Regions from separate parts of the Callithrix jacchus genome. Here region 1 is linked to region 2. A link is a contact called in public Hi-C data. All regions are on one chromosome and are shown on one strand. The core of a region is the stretch at or near the end of the contact, and the rest is flanking DNA. Distances in the headings are between cores, read along the strand shown. Region 1 overlaps MAML3 (mastermind like transcriptional coactivator 3). Region 2 has its middle 80 kb from the start of MAML3.

Region 1 (5,802 bases), core at 1,630-4,129, 190 kb before region 2:
TACAGCTCTGGGCCGGAATCACTTAAGATGGAGAATCTGGTTTCAGATTTTCTTTTTTTTTGAGACCGAGTTTCGCTCGTTACCCATGCTGGAGTGCAATGGTGCAATCTCGGCTCATCGCAACCTCCGCCTCCTGGGTTCAGGCAATTCTGCCTCAGCCTCCTGAGTAGCTGGGATTACAGGCACGTGCCACCATGCCCAGCTAATTTTTTGTATTTCTTTTTTTTTTTTTTTTTAGTAGAGATGGGGCTTCACCATATTGACCAGAATGGTCTCGATCTCTTGACCTCGTGATCCACCCGCCTCGGCCTTCCAAAGTGCTGGGATTACAGGCTTGAGCCACTGCGACCGGCCTGGTTTCAGATTTTCTGTAAAGGAGGAATTAAGGGTTGGCAACTGGGTTGCAAAGGGCACGGGGAAGGGGGACTGTCTTGAGGCTGTGTTTGCAAAATAAATGCAGTCTATATGTAATTATACCTATTTTTTTGTGGCAATTCTGCAGAAAGGCTCGTGTGGAATATAGGAGACTGGCGAAGCACCTCCTCTGAGCTGCAGTTGGGGCCAAGTGTACTGTAAAGACAACTCTAAGTAGAAGATGGAAAGTTCTGAAGGAGAGGTCGGAAAAAAGTGGCCATGGTGTTTCGAAGGACTGGAAGATGAAGTGTGAGTGGAAGAGACTAGGAGAAGAGTTTCAGTGAAGAAACTGCATCTGAGATAGGCTTTTGAGGCCAAGATTTCCACAGGGAGAGATGAGGGGAGAAGCGGTCTGAAAGGAGGGCGCAGCCTAAGCAAAGGCACAGGGGGACAAAGCAGAGGTATCATTGCCCTGATCAGGTATCCAGGGCGATGTCACAGCTAGTGCCTAGACAGACTGTTGGGCAAGTGCGGATTTGGGAGGAACGCGCTGAGGGACTTAGAGGGATTTGTGCTTGGCTGGCTGAGTTAGGAAATTCAGGGCAGCCGAGGTGGGTGTGAAGCAGGGATTTGAAGGCAGAGAATTACACACCAGGAAGAAGAAGAGAAGCAAGAAGAGCTGGTCCTGGCAGGTTTACTTGGCGGAAGCGCAGCGCCTGTATCTGAATAATGAAGTTGGTGAAACTGAGAGGACTGCAACCCAGAGATGAAGGCGCGGAGCCAGAACGTGGTTCACGCTGCGCTTCCAGCTCCAAACTCTCAGCAAAGGGCTGAGCACAAAATAGAAGAGCGATGAATGAATAATACCTAATAATATCCTGACTGGCTTGCCGGCTAACTGCAGGACAAGCCAGTTTTACAGGACTTGGCGGCCAGTCCTTTATTTTTAAACTTCATTGCCCGCTCTTGGAGCTTGAGTTTGTTATTTACACCTTCCCCCCAAAAAATGGGCACAGCAGAAGATGGAGGCGCTGCTCAGATCTGAGCATTTGGCTACCTGTAAATAGCTCTGGTTTCGCTTGGAGGAGACTGAAATGAAATGAAATGAAGTTTGAAGACTGCCTACGAATTTTAGCTTTAAATATTGTAAGTCAGCAATGACGGCACTGACCATCTTTAAGTTCATGATAATAAGAAAAAGATAGGCTCTTTGAACAACAACAACAAAAAATCCAGTTCTCAACATTTGATAAGGCTTTTCTCTTTTGCTTAATCTGACCCTACATACTTTCCTTTAAGAAAACATTTTAGTTTTGGTTCAAACAACCAGACAAAAATTAGTGTAAATGCTGGGAAAAAACAGGTGGAACAGGAGAATAATGATCACTTTTCTGTGTGATCCTGAGTAAGTGGACTGGATTTCTGGCCCAGTAGTAGGGCCAGAAAATTCCTTTCAAGAATGAAAGGAAAGTTTCTTGAGGGAAATAGACAGTTTAAACATGAATATCATTCCTTTGATATCCTCCCAAAACACGAGCAAATTCAGGAAGAGGTTACAGGAAACCTCAATACCCATTCAGAAATAAACACAGGTCATTTTTTCAAAAGGCCTACAAGTGACCAAATAATAAAGCCATCTCCAAAAGGTCAGGAGAAATTTATTGGGAACCTACTAGGCATAGAACTGAAGAAAGTCTTGTAACAGGGCTTCACATGGTTGCAAAAACAGTGGGTGCCTTCACTATGTTTATTACCAAAGATAGCAAATGTTTTCCGTGGAAAACTTCACTGGAATCTCTTTTGTCCTAAGTTCAAATCTATGAAGCCATAATTACCCAGGTAACTTGGGTCTGATGTTGCCTAAAATATCCAGGTAATTACAGGAGAAAGGTCATTTCCTCTGTGTAATCTCAACTATACCATTGGCTGTCTATACTGGCAGTTATCCAGTTAAGAACAGCCTTTCACATTTCACTTTGTACTTGCTTAGACCCTGCCAAGACTGAAAATCTTAACGAGTTTTTAAAAATCCCCTTTATAAATATTCCTCTTCCCTTGCCCCATTCCCTAGGATGATCTGATGACTTCCTCACAAGACGATATACAAAATACTCTTTGCTAATTTTTATATTCAAAGGAAATGCATTCTAGAAAGAATACTGTGAGACAGAAATGAAACAAGAAAGATGAAGAGGAAGAATGAACAGGGGTGCCAAGATCTGCAAAACTGTGGGGATTAAAGGATTCATAGCAAGAGAGAGAGAAAGAGAGAGGAGCAAAGCAGATATGCAGGTCAACAGACATCTTATTCAGAGTTTGAGCTTTGTCAACACAGGCAGTTTGGGGGCAGAAAGAAGCGCATCTGCTGGGCTGTGATTGCACAAGAGAAGCTACCATTCCTTTTCTTCACAAAGAAAAAAATGGCATTTATCTCAAGTACTGCAAGGCATATTAGGATTCACCTCCCCCATTCTTTCTTCCCTCTTCCTCCTACCATCTCCCTGGCCGCCTCCCTTTCCTGTTGGAAAAGAAAAGGTGGGAGGGAGAGGAGGACCCACCGGTCACAGACAACGCTGTGGGATTCTCTTTCTTCAGCTTTTACCAGCCTATGGGGGTCAGGATGCTATTGGTTCAGCTTTATGTATGATATGGTGCCTCTCACTTAGCAACAGCGAGCAGGAGAGGCAGGAAGCAACGCCACCTGGCTCAGCAAGTGTGCGGATGGTTTAAAATGAGCTACTCACTCACAGGGAGACAGAGGGGGGAAGAGAGCAGGCTGAGCTTAATATATTGTACTATTAAGAGCAAGGCTTAATCAGGGTGTTAACAACAACCAACAGGCAGGTTATGGGGGAAGAGCAAAGACTGGACAGGAGTTATTTTTAATGAGTATCTACATATAAATCATACACGTTGCCTTCATTTTTTTAAAGGACAAACTACACTGTGCTGCCTGGATGGTGGGTGGAGAGAAAGATGGTTATCTAGGCAAAAAAATAAGAGATAAGATGCATCTAAAACTCTGCAGTGAGTTTACTCGGTTTTACTTTGTTTTCACACCAGGGTGCTACTAGAAAAGAAAAAGTAAAATTGGGTGTACTTGAAAAAGGAATTGGCTACGTAATTACAGGATTTTTTTAAAATTAGTCAACACAGTAGCTATTTCTAAATCTTAAATTCCATTTTAGCATTTGAAAATTAACTTTCTGGAGTGGAAGGTGGCAAAAGAGAAGTACATCTCTGCTAGAAAGAGACTTTTTTTCCTTTGCCTCCTTTGTGGTAAAAGGGAAATTTCTAAGAAGGATGCTGATAGAAGTTCTAAAAGCTCAAACTGCCTGAATATAACAGGGCTCAGTGCCAATAACAACAAGGAAATGTATTCTGCTATTCTATATTCTTTCATTTCTCTTAATAGAATTTTCCTTCCTCTCTATTCTAGGTCTCCCCATCAAACTTTAGAAGGATTAGCTCACCTACTTATCTATCCCAACCCATCCCACCCCATAACATCTAAGATCCTAGCCTTAGACCCTAAAATATAAATGGGAAAGCATCCTTCTTTCATTCTTAGAGAAGAAATGGGAGTCAACTTGGGTCTTTCATTGGAGTCAACTGGTGTCCTAGAGACAAAGCCCAACACTTTGTCAGAAGGCACAGATGGGCCTGTGTCTGTTCTTCTAAACCAGACCCAATTAACCCCTTAGGCTCTGAGTAGTAAAAGCCACTGACTACAGTGACACCTACTGCTCGGGGTACAGCTGTACATCCTCACACCACCTCCCAGGTTCTCCAAAGCAGCCATTTGTTCCACTGCTGTGGGCTCCACAGAACACATTTCTCTCTGCTCTGGGCTAACACCTGGAGAAGGAAATGTTCAGCCCTCTCATTCTAAGGATGGCCTCTGAACCTATAAGTCAGGACCTTCTATAGGCAGGAGTCCTCACTCATGGGGATACAACACACTCTCAATCTATAAAGTGACTAACTCTCACAGTGATTCCATACAAGAGGGACAGAAAACGTAAGTCTGCACAGAGCCCACACCTCCTTCAGAATCACGACATTGAAATTACTTGTTAATCCTCTTTGATACCCAATGAAGTTATCCTGGAAAAAAATGAAAGTTTTACTCAGTATCCACTGAATTTCGCTCTGCAGAGAAAAATATGGTATGAAACACTAGTACAATCATGGTATCTAGAAACTCCACTTCTAGTTTATACAAGAGCATGTTAATTAATCCATCCCTTTTACTTTATGCATTTAGATGCCAGAAATTTCCTCCCATTGAGAAAGAAATTCATTTAATTATGGAAGTCAAAGTTATACTGCTCTGAAGGCATAGCAAAAATACCTATATGTTGAGAACAACATCTATAAATCTAGAAAAGGCAAGAAACAAAATCATTAACGAAACCCTTGACTTAAAACCATATTAAAGGCACCAAGAGCAGTAAGTCAGATTTTAAAATTAATACTTTAAGCCAGGCACAATGGCTCACGCCTGTAATCCCAGCGCTTTGGGAGGCTGAGGCGGGTGGATCACCTGAGGTCAGGAATTCGAGACCAGTGTGGCCAATATGGTGAAACCCTGTCCCTACTAAAAATACACAAAAAAATTAGCCAGGAGAGGTGGCGCATGCCTGCAATCCCAACTACTCGGGAGGCTGAGGCAGGTGAATCACTTGAACCCAAGGCGGAGGTTGCAGTGAGCTGAGATTGAGCCACTGCACTCCAGCCTGGGTGAAAGGGATGAGACTCCATCTCAAAAAAAAAAAAAATTAATTTAATCAATTTAATGGTTCAGGAGGTATAGCTTGTTTCATTTTTGACAAAGACTGTCTAACAAATCTTCACCAAGATAGGTACACATTGAACAGAACACAAGTAATGCTGAAAATTTAAATATCACCCTTCTTTCTGGATGCTTGAAGTGCTATGCAAATATTTGCTTTTTATTCCCAAACATTAGACTTGAAATAATTGGATGTTACATTGTGCTATTCTCATTTTCCTGCTGGAAAACAGAGGAGCTCAGCAGTTTACCCAACGTCACAAAGCAAGCTGGTGGAGGTGCCAGGATAAGAACCAGGCTTCCTGATGTAAAGCTTGTGACTTGGCCACTGGACCACCAGAACCAGGCAATTCTCTCTGAATCCCTGTGAGGACGATCTCAGATCTCTTACTGATGCCTCACCCCGTGTGATCATTTGTGTTATTGTCTCAGAGTTGCGATGGCCCTTATTTATACTCTTCTTTAAGTTCTTACTTTGTGACCTCATTTATCAGTTGCTTTCATGAAATGGGTTAAGGAAAAAAAATAAGAATGTGCAAGCCTCAAGTAAAACCTACGAAAAGCCCAGAAATGGTTCACACATAAGTTAAATAAAAGGCTAAATGTACCCACCTCTACCTGCCTAACTCTAATGTTGTAGCACTAAAATGAGT
Region 2 (6,016 bases), core at 1,457-3,956:
ACTGTGTTTTAAATTTTATTTAATTTTAATTCATATAAATTCCCATAAGTGGCTACTGTATTGAACACCACAACTCTAGAAAATTAACTGTGTATGTGTACATGTATATGTGTGTTTAGAAAATCTAGGGCCAGCCTGGGCAACAAGTGAGACCACATGTTTATTAAAAAATTAACTGGGCATGGTGGCATGCACCTGTAGTCTTACGTGCTTGGAAGGTGAAATGGGAGGATCCCTTGGGCCTAGGAGTTCAAGGCTATATGATCATGCCACGGCATTCCCAGCATGTGCAACAGAGTGAGACTCTGCTAAAAAAAAAAATTAGGACCAAAGTGGAAGGAAAGAGAAGGAAGGAAAATGAAGAAAAAATAGTACCTACTTGGAACTTACTGGAAAAATCCTTTTGACCTGTCACCATAATCTCTTTACTCAGGCAATAAGGAGAACCTGCAATCCGTCCTAAAGACAATAGCATCATCATTTATTTTCTGTAATCATTAGGGCACAAGGCTGCCATGCCCACACACAAGCTGGGCACTTCCCTGCATTCATATCTACTGATTGATAGCATTTCAAGTAATCTTGTGCTAGGCAATGGACGAGGGGAAAAGATAATGAAATTGCCTCCTCATTTACCAACCCAAGCCAATAGTGTGTCATTGTGCGTGGATGTCAGTTTTATACATCAAGGGTGCCAAATAACAGGTAGGACACCCGCCCTTTTAAAGCAACATAAATCAGGAGTGGTACAAGTAAAGAGGGGTCACCAAGAGGCCACAAGACTCTCAGGCCTTTGCACTGTCTGGTTTGGGGCCTTCAACTTATTCCCTGAGCTGGCAGAAACATGGGATTCTGCATACTTTCTTGGGGATTCTGAGCTGTGTGGATGCTATAAGCAAGCTCTCAACTGAAAGGAGGAAGGGACCACAGAAGGACTAAGTAGATGTCACTGTCCATAAATACTTGAAGATCTTTGCTGGTTTGAGGGGCATGGGGGGAGGCTCCAAACACAGGCAGCAGGAAGAAAGCCCCCCACCCCCAACAAGTCACTTATTTTCCTCTGTTCGTTTTCCTGCTACGTTCTAATTAGGAAGCACTGAAGAAATCTTGGAAAGTATAAGAACCAGATATTAATAAGTTTTTCTCCATCCAGGAAAAAAAAACTTGTTAATTAACCCACATTTCACTTCTCTAAAGTTGTCTTTTTTTTCTTTTCCTCCTGATGTACACATCTGGGCACAGTATTCAGCAAGGTACTGAAATGTTTAACTGCTGCTACCACTACCCCGGTCCTTTCTGTTCAAGAGAGATTCGCCTTTTTCATCATGAATTCTTTTGTTTTTCTCTGTGGCCAGCTGCTACAAAGATGCAGTCAATTTAGATTAAACAGGCTGAGGAGTGCTATTCAATATGTCAGCCAGGCACACTTCTCTAAATACAGTGTGCATCAGGTACAGCTTAAAAAGAAAAGTCAGGGGCTGTTCACAGAGGGGCATGCACTTTGTTTTAAGTCTGGGAACAAGAGAAGGATCCTTGGAGTGCAGATGTGGGTTTTTCCATATTCATCGCTGGGAGCAGCTCCTGCCCTTTCTTTCTGCCTGTCTTCACCCTCGTCCTGCTCCTCCCCTTTCCCTGCTGCCACTGGTTTCTATCTCCATTGTTCCCTTAAGCCCAGCAGCCAATGTGCAGCCAGGCCCAGCACACGCTCCGCAGCCAGCAACTTCCTCTGAAGCTGCAACGCATAATTACAACCAGCTGCTCTGGGCTGCTGGCTGGCCAGCTCTGCAAACAAGCATCCCGATACCCGAGTTCCAGGGAGGCAACAGCCTGATCTTGGCAGCAACAAATTCTCTGAAGGAAGTGCCCACACCCTTGTAAGAAGAGGGAGCAGCCCTGCTCTCTCCTGTGGCTTCCAGAGGCCACAGCTGGTTCGGGTCTGGTTCCCCTCTGGCAGGACTCTCCATGCCAGAGACAGTTGGTTCTGTTGTTAATGGGAAGGTGCCTGCTTTCACCTGCAGCTGCCCTCGTGCGACTGGCCTATTGTCTGACTGCTGTGACCAGCAGCAGAATGGCATGTCCTAGGCAGTAGCATTAGAAGCCCTGGCTTCTGGTCAGCATCTCAGCCGAGGCATTTTGTGAATGTATACAGAGATAGGGGTAGGAAACTGCGCTGCCCTCGGTGAGCGTGAGGCTAAAAGACAAATGATGTTGTTAAAAAAAACACCAGCAAAAACCCAAACAAGCCTAACTTAACTTCCCTAAGGAGAGTAGCATGTGGGCAAGAGAGCTGAGGGTTCATCCAGGCCCCGCCTCAGAGCTGTGGGTTCACTTTGGGGCCTCAGTGATCTTTCAGGCTTGGCTACAAGGATGACTCTGATCCAAAATTAGGCTTTGAATGTGTAACACAAGGCTCTCAGCCCCACCCACTGCCTCTCTCTGCCCTATGCTGCTTCTTTAGAGCCTGGCTGTGGGCCAGAGCTGGCCCTTCTGGCTCTTGGGGGAAGGGCTGGCCACAGTGTTCTGTTTCCAGGCAGGGCTTTAGCGTGGGTGAAGGTGCATGGCGCAACTTGGGAAGAGGAGGGGAGATCAATACACTTGGAAAGGGCGCCCAACACCAGCCCCGTCAACCTAAAGCTGGAGAGGGCCATGCAAAGGGCAGGTGTGCCACCTGGGGCTGCTGCATTGCCCCCACCCACCTGTACCTCCCAGCCCAGGCTCCTAATAGTCCTGCTGAGAGCGAGCCAGGCCAGGAGGACTGCCATGTCATGCCCAATAGCAGCCTCCGAGGTGGGAAGCAGCTGGGAGTCTGCTATTGAAAGGGAGCTGCTCATTTTACAGGGCAATTTCCCAGGGATGCCGGCCCTAGTAGTAGTGCCTCAAGTGGGGCAGACAGGAGCGTCTTCGAGTGGGTTCATTCTTTCCGTCTGAGCCTGGGGAGCCATGCCACGGCCAGCAGCAGCTGGCTGTCTATTGTACTGGGTTTCCCATTTGCAGCCCTCTTTGTTTCAGTACTAAAAAATCTCAGGAAACTTTTCTGGCTGAGTGGTACTGGGCAGGTACTGGGAGGCACTTACTGGGAAGGAATAAAAGCAGACTGGGTTGGCAAACGGGATACAGAGAATTAAGTCGTTGTTGGATGTGTGTGAACGATGGAGTTGGAACCTCATCTGCTATAGCATTTCTGTGCTTCTTCATCAGTTTCTAATAAGCTTTACAATTTAATTCACTACGTGAAAAAAATATTAGTTTAAGGTGCTCTTTTGGTGTTCAACCCATGCTTTCCCTTCTGATTCTTAAGCCTGCCTACACTTTAGAAGCTCATACAAAACAGGCTCATGTCTGTAATAGCATCACGACGCAGCTATTTCAGCCTGCAGATTACTTGTGCAGCATGACTGGATCCTCCACTTAGAGCATTCTGGAGGTCCCAGTGACGCGGTAATATGATTTTCAGCAGGTTTTTCTCCGGGCTTGCAATGAGGAACAAGCTTAACAAGCAAACAGTCATGTCTGAGCTCTCACTTTCCTGCAAACTTTACTTGATAACCTCAGAGATGAGAGTGTTGCTTTAGAAGCCTTCCTAGAGAAGGAACATGGAGAAGGCACCTGTAGCCCTGTGAGATCAGTAAGTGTAGGGGGACAAAAAGGATGTAAAAAAAAAACAGAAAGAGAGAGAGAGAGAGAGAGAGAAAGAGAGAAAGCCAGTTTTCAGGGTTCTAGAAAATGAAGTTGAGAGGGATAAGCAGTGGATTTTGAGGCTTACATTTTTCTAACTCTGTCCCTAATTATCTGCATGGACTTGGCTTCTTCCAGTTTACATTTTCTCATTTGTAAAATAAAGGACATGATGCCATTTATCTGCCATTCTACCATTGGGAAGTGTGTGTGAGTGTGTAGTGAGGGCGAGAGCGGAAGCATGCTAAAAATGTTAAACATAGTGTAGAAATGCATTTCACAGTAGCCAAGTTAACTATTATTAATAAAAGAATCTACTTGTGCACCTTCAGCAGGTTATCTGTTTATATTTAAATGGATCATTAGGTCCAGCCACAGATATGGATTTAATGAAACACTCTCAACCAATGAATGAAGAAATATAAGTACTTTTTTATCTTCTAATTTTGAGAGAAAAAACATATTTTCTGAAATTTGTAAACCATCAGACGAGTTTTTATTTTTATCACATTAGGGGACTATGAAGGCTTTCAGGCCTCTTCCAGCATCTCCTAGTGTTTTCCAAAGATGTTCCTGACAGTCTGAGAGCAAGGTATCATGTATCACTCTTTCCACCAACAGATGGAGAAACTGAAGCATGAAGAGGTGACGTGAGGTCACCGAGGGAGCAGGTGATGGACTGGCTTCTGGTCTCTTGCTCCAAACCTTGCTCCAATTTGTCTCTCTTATAAACAGCCATCAATAACTTTATCTCCAGGCTGAACGCTGCCAACCAGGACCCACAATGTGCTGAGCATTTGTATGCAAATGAGCTCTCCACCATCCTGGGGAGAACGCAGGGTGCTGAACAAGAATGGAGGAAAGATAAATAATTGTTACTACTGGAGTCTGAAACGCCATCCAAAGCCAGTCTCGTAGTGAAATTCCAGGAATAAGGAAGTAATGAGTGTTAAATTCAATCCACTACCAACAGATCAAGATCCTACAAACCTAATGGCAGGACTTCTAAACATTTACTTTATTTAAAAATCTATTTCTGACACTAAGAGATTTTCCTTCCTTAATATCAGAACTGTGCCAGGAATTAGAAGGATGACAAAATAATTAAAATTTCATGTTAATGTTCATATGTTGTGATAATGCATATCACCATGTGTAAGTCACCACATGTTTAGGTTGATGGAACATTCCTATTTAAAAATTAAAGTTGTGACCCATTTTCCTTCACATATTGTCTGCTCAAATATGTACCTGTTCCATTTAGGTTTTCAGCCTGACTCAGCCACTAGCTTTGTGACCTTTGGCAAAGGCCCTGAACCTCAATCTCCTACTCTGCAATGGGAGCAGTCAGGTTTGACTCAGATTTTTTGCAAAGGCTAATTGACTTCATGTTTGTAAAAGTATTGGAAACAACCTCTAGCACATAGACAGTGCTTGGTGAATGCTATTTCCTTTTTCCCCACCTTTGAATTTGTTTGTTATGAAATGCTTAAGTTGTTGGAGCAAGGTATATGAAAGGTATTTTTATTTACCTTGCTCACAATTCTATAAGGTAGCTAAGGAAGGTGCAATTATGCCTTTCATATGTAGAAGAAAACTCTCTCTGAGAGGTAAAGTAATTTGCTCAGAGTCATGCTGCAAATTGGTGCAGAACTGGAAGACTGGCGCCCTAATTCCTAGCCCTGTGATCTTTCCATTAACTTTTTATTGCCACCATTGCCTCCGCCTCAGTGAAAGCTCCTGTTGTAGCCCACCCCCAACCAATTCCAGCTCCCAGGATGAGGCTCCTTGGTGCCTCTTTCCACCCCTCCCTGCACTATTGCCCCAGCTTCAATTTCATCCCATTTTTCAGTAACTTCCCTCTCCCTCTACCTGGGTCTGGATGCTCAGAGACTAATCTACATAGCGTATGAATCCAAATGACTTTGGGAGGAATGCTCTTTTAAACAAAAGAGGTTGAATTTGATACCACCATACGTATTGTGTTGTTAAATATCTACAGCATGATAAAATCATCCTAAATGTCACTAATCCCTGGGGAACTTATTAATAATTAAGCATTTTAGTTCACTTAGAAATGCAGATTCCATTTAACAACAGAATGTACACTAAATATGTCCATTATATTGCAGCTTGCAGCAGAATATGTTAGAGATCTCAGCTGGGTTTCTCCAGGACAGATGACAAAGTTAATGCAGGTATCAGTCTTTTCTAAAGGCAGCAGAGGAGCCAAAAGCAGCATCCTGGATTGGTTTATAGGGTTTGTGTTTATTAGGAGTGTTTATTAGGATGACTAATAATGGAAGAGACAACTTGGCAAGGGTAGGAGTGGATTGGAGGA

The links. A called contact is a pair of places that touch in the nucleus more often than the background predicts.
Region 1: a Hi-C map of induced pluripotent stem cells shows a contact between it and region 2, with 2.0 times the contacts expected there. The contact joins two enhancer-like sites. A contact is called at or near these places in 3 of 3 Hi-C or Micro-C datasets (induced pluripotent stem cells and skeletal muscle).

What each region holds. Positions count from the first base shown.
Region 1 is chr3:56,905,153-56,910,954 of calJac240_pri, reverse strand. All of the region lies in intron 1 of MAML3 (mastermind like transcriptional coactivator 3), which reads right to left. Among named protein-coding and RNA genes, the nearest start is that of MAML3, 110 kb to the right of the region's middle. Within about 2 kb of position 2,879, at least 7 of the 16 cell types and tissues checked have an H3K27ac peak or open chromatin away from gene starts, as enhancers often do. A contact at or near this core is called in skeletal muscle, where this site is marked.
Region 2 is chr3:56,715,596-56,721,611 of calJac240_pri, reverse strand. No RefSeq gene overlaps it. Among named protein-coding and RNA genes, the nearest start is that of MAML3, 80 kb to the left of the region's middle. Within about 2 kb of position 2,706, at least 8 of the 16 cell types and tissues checked have an H3K27ac peak or open chromatin away from gene starts, as enhancers often do. A contact at or near this core is called in skeletal muscle, where this site is marked.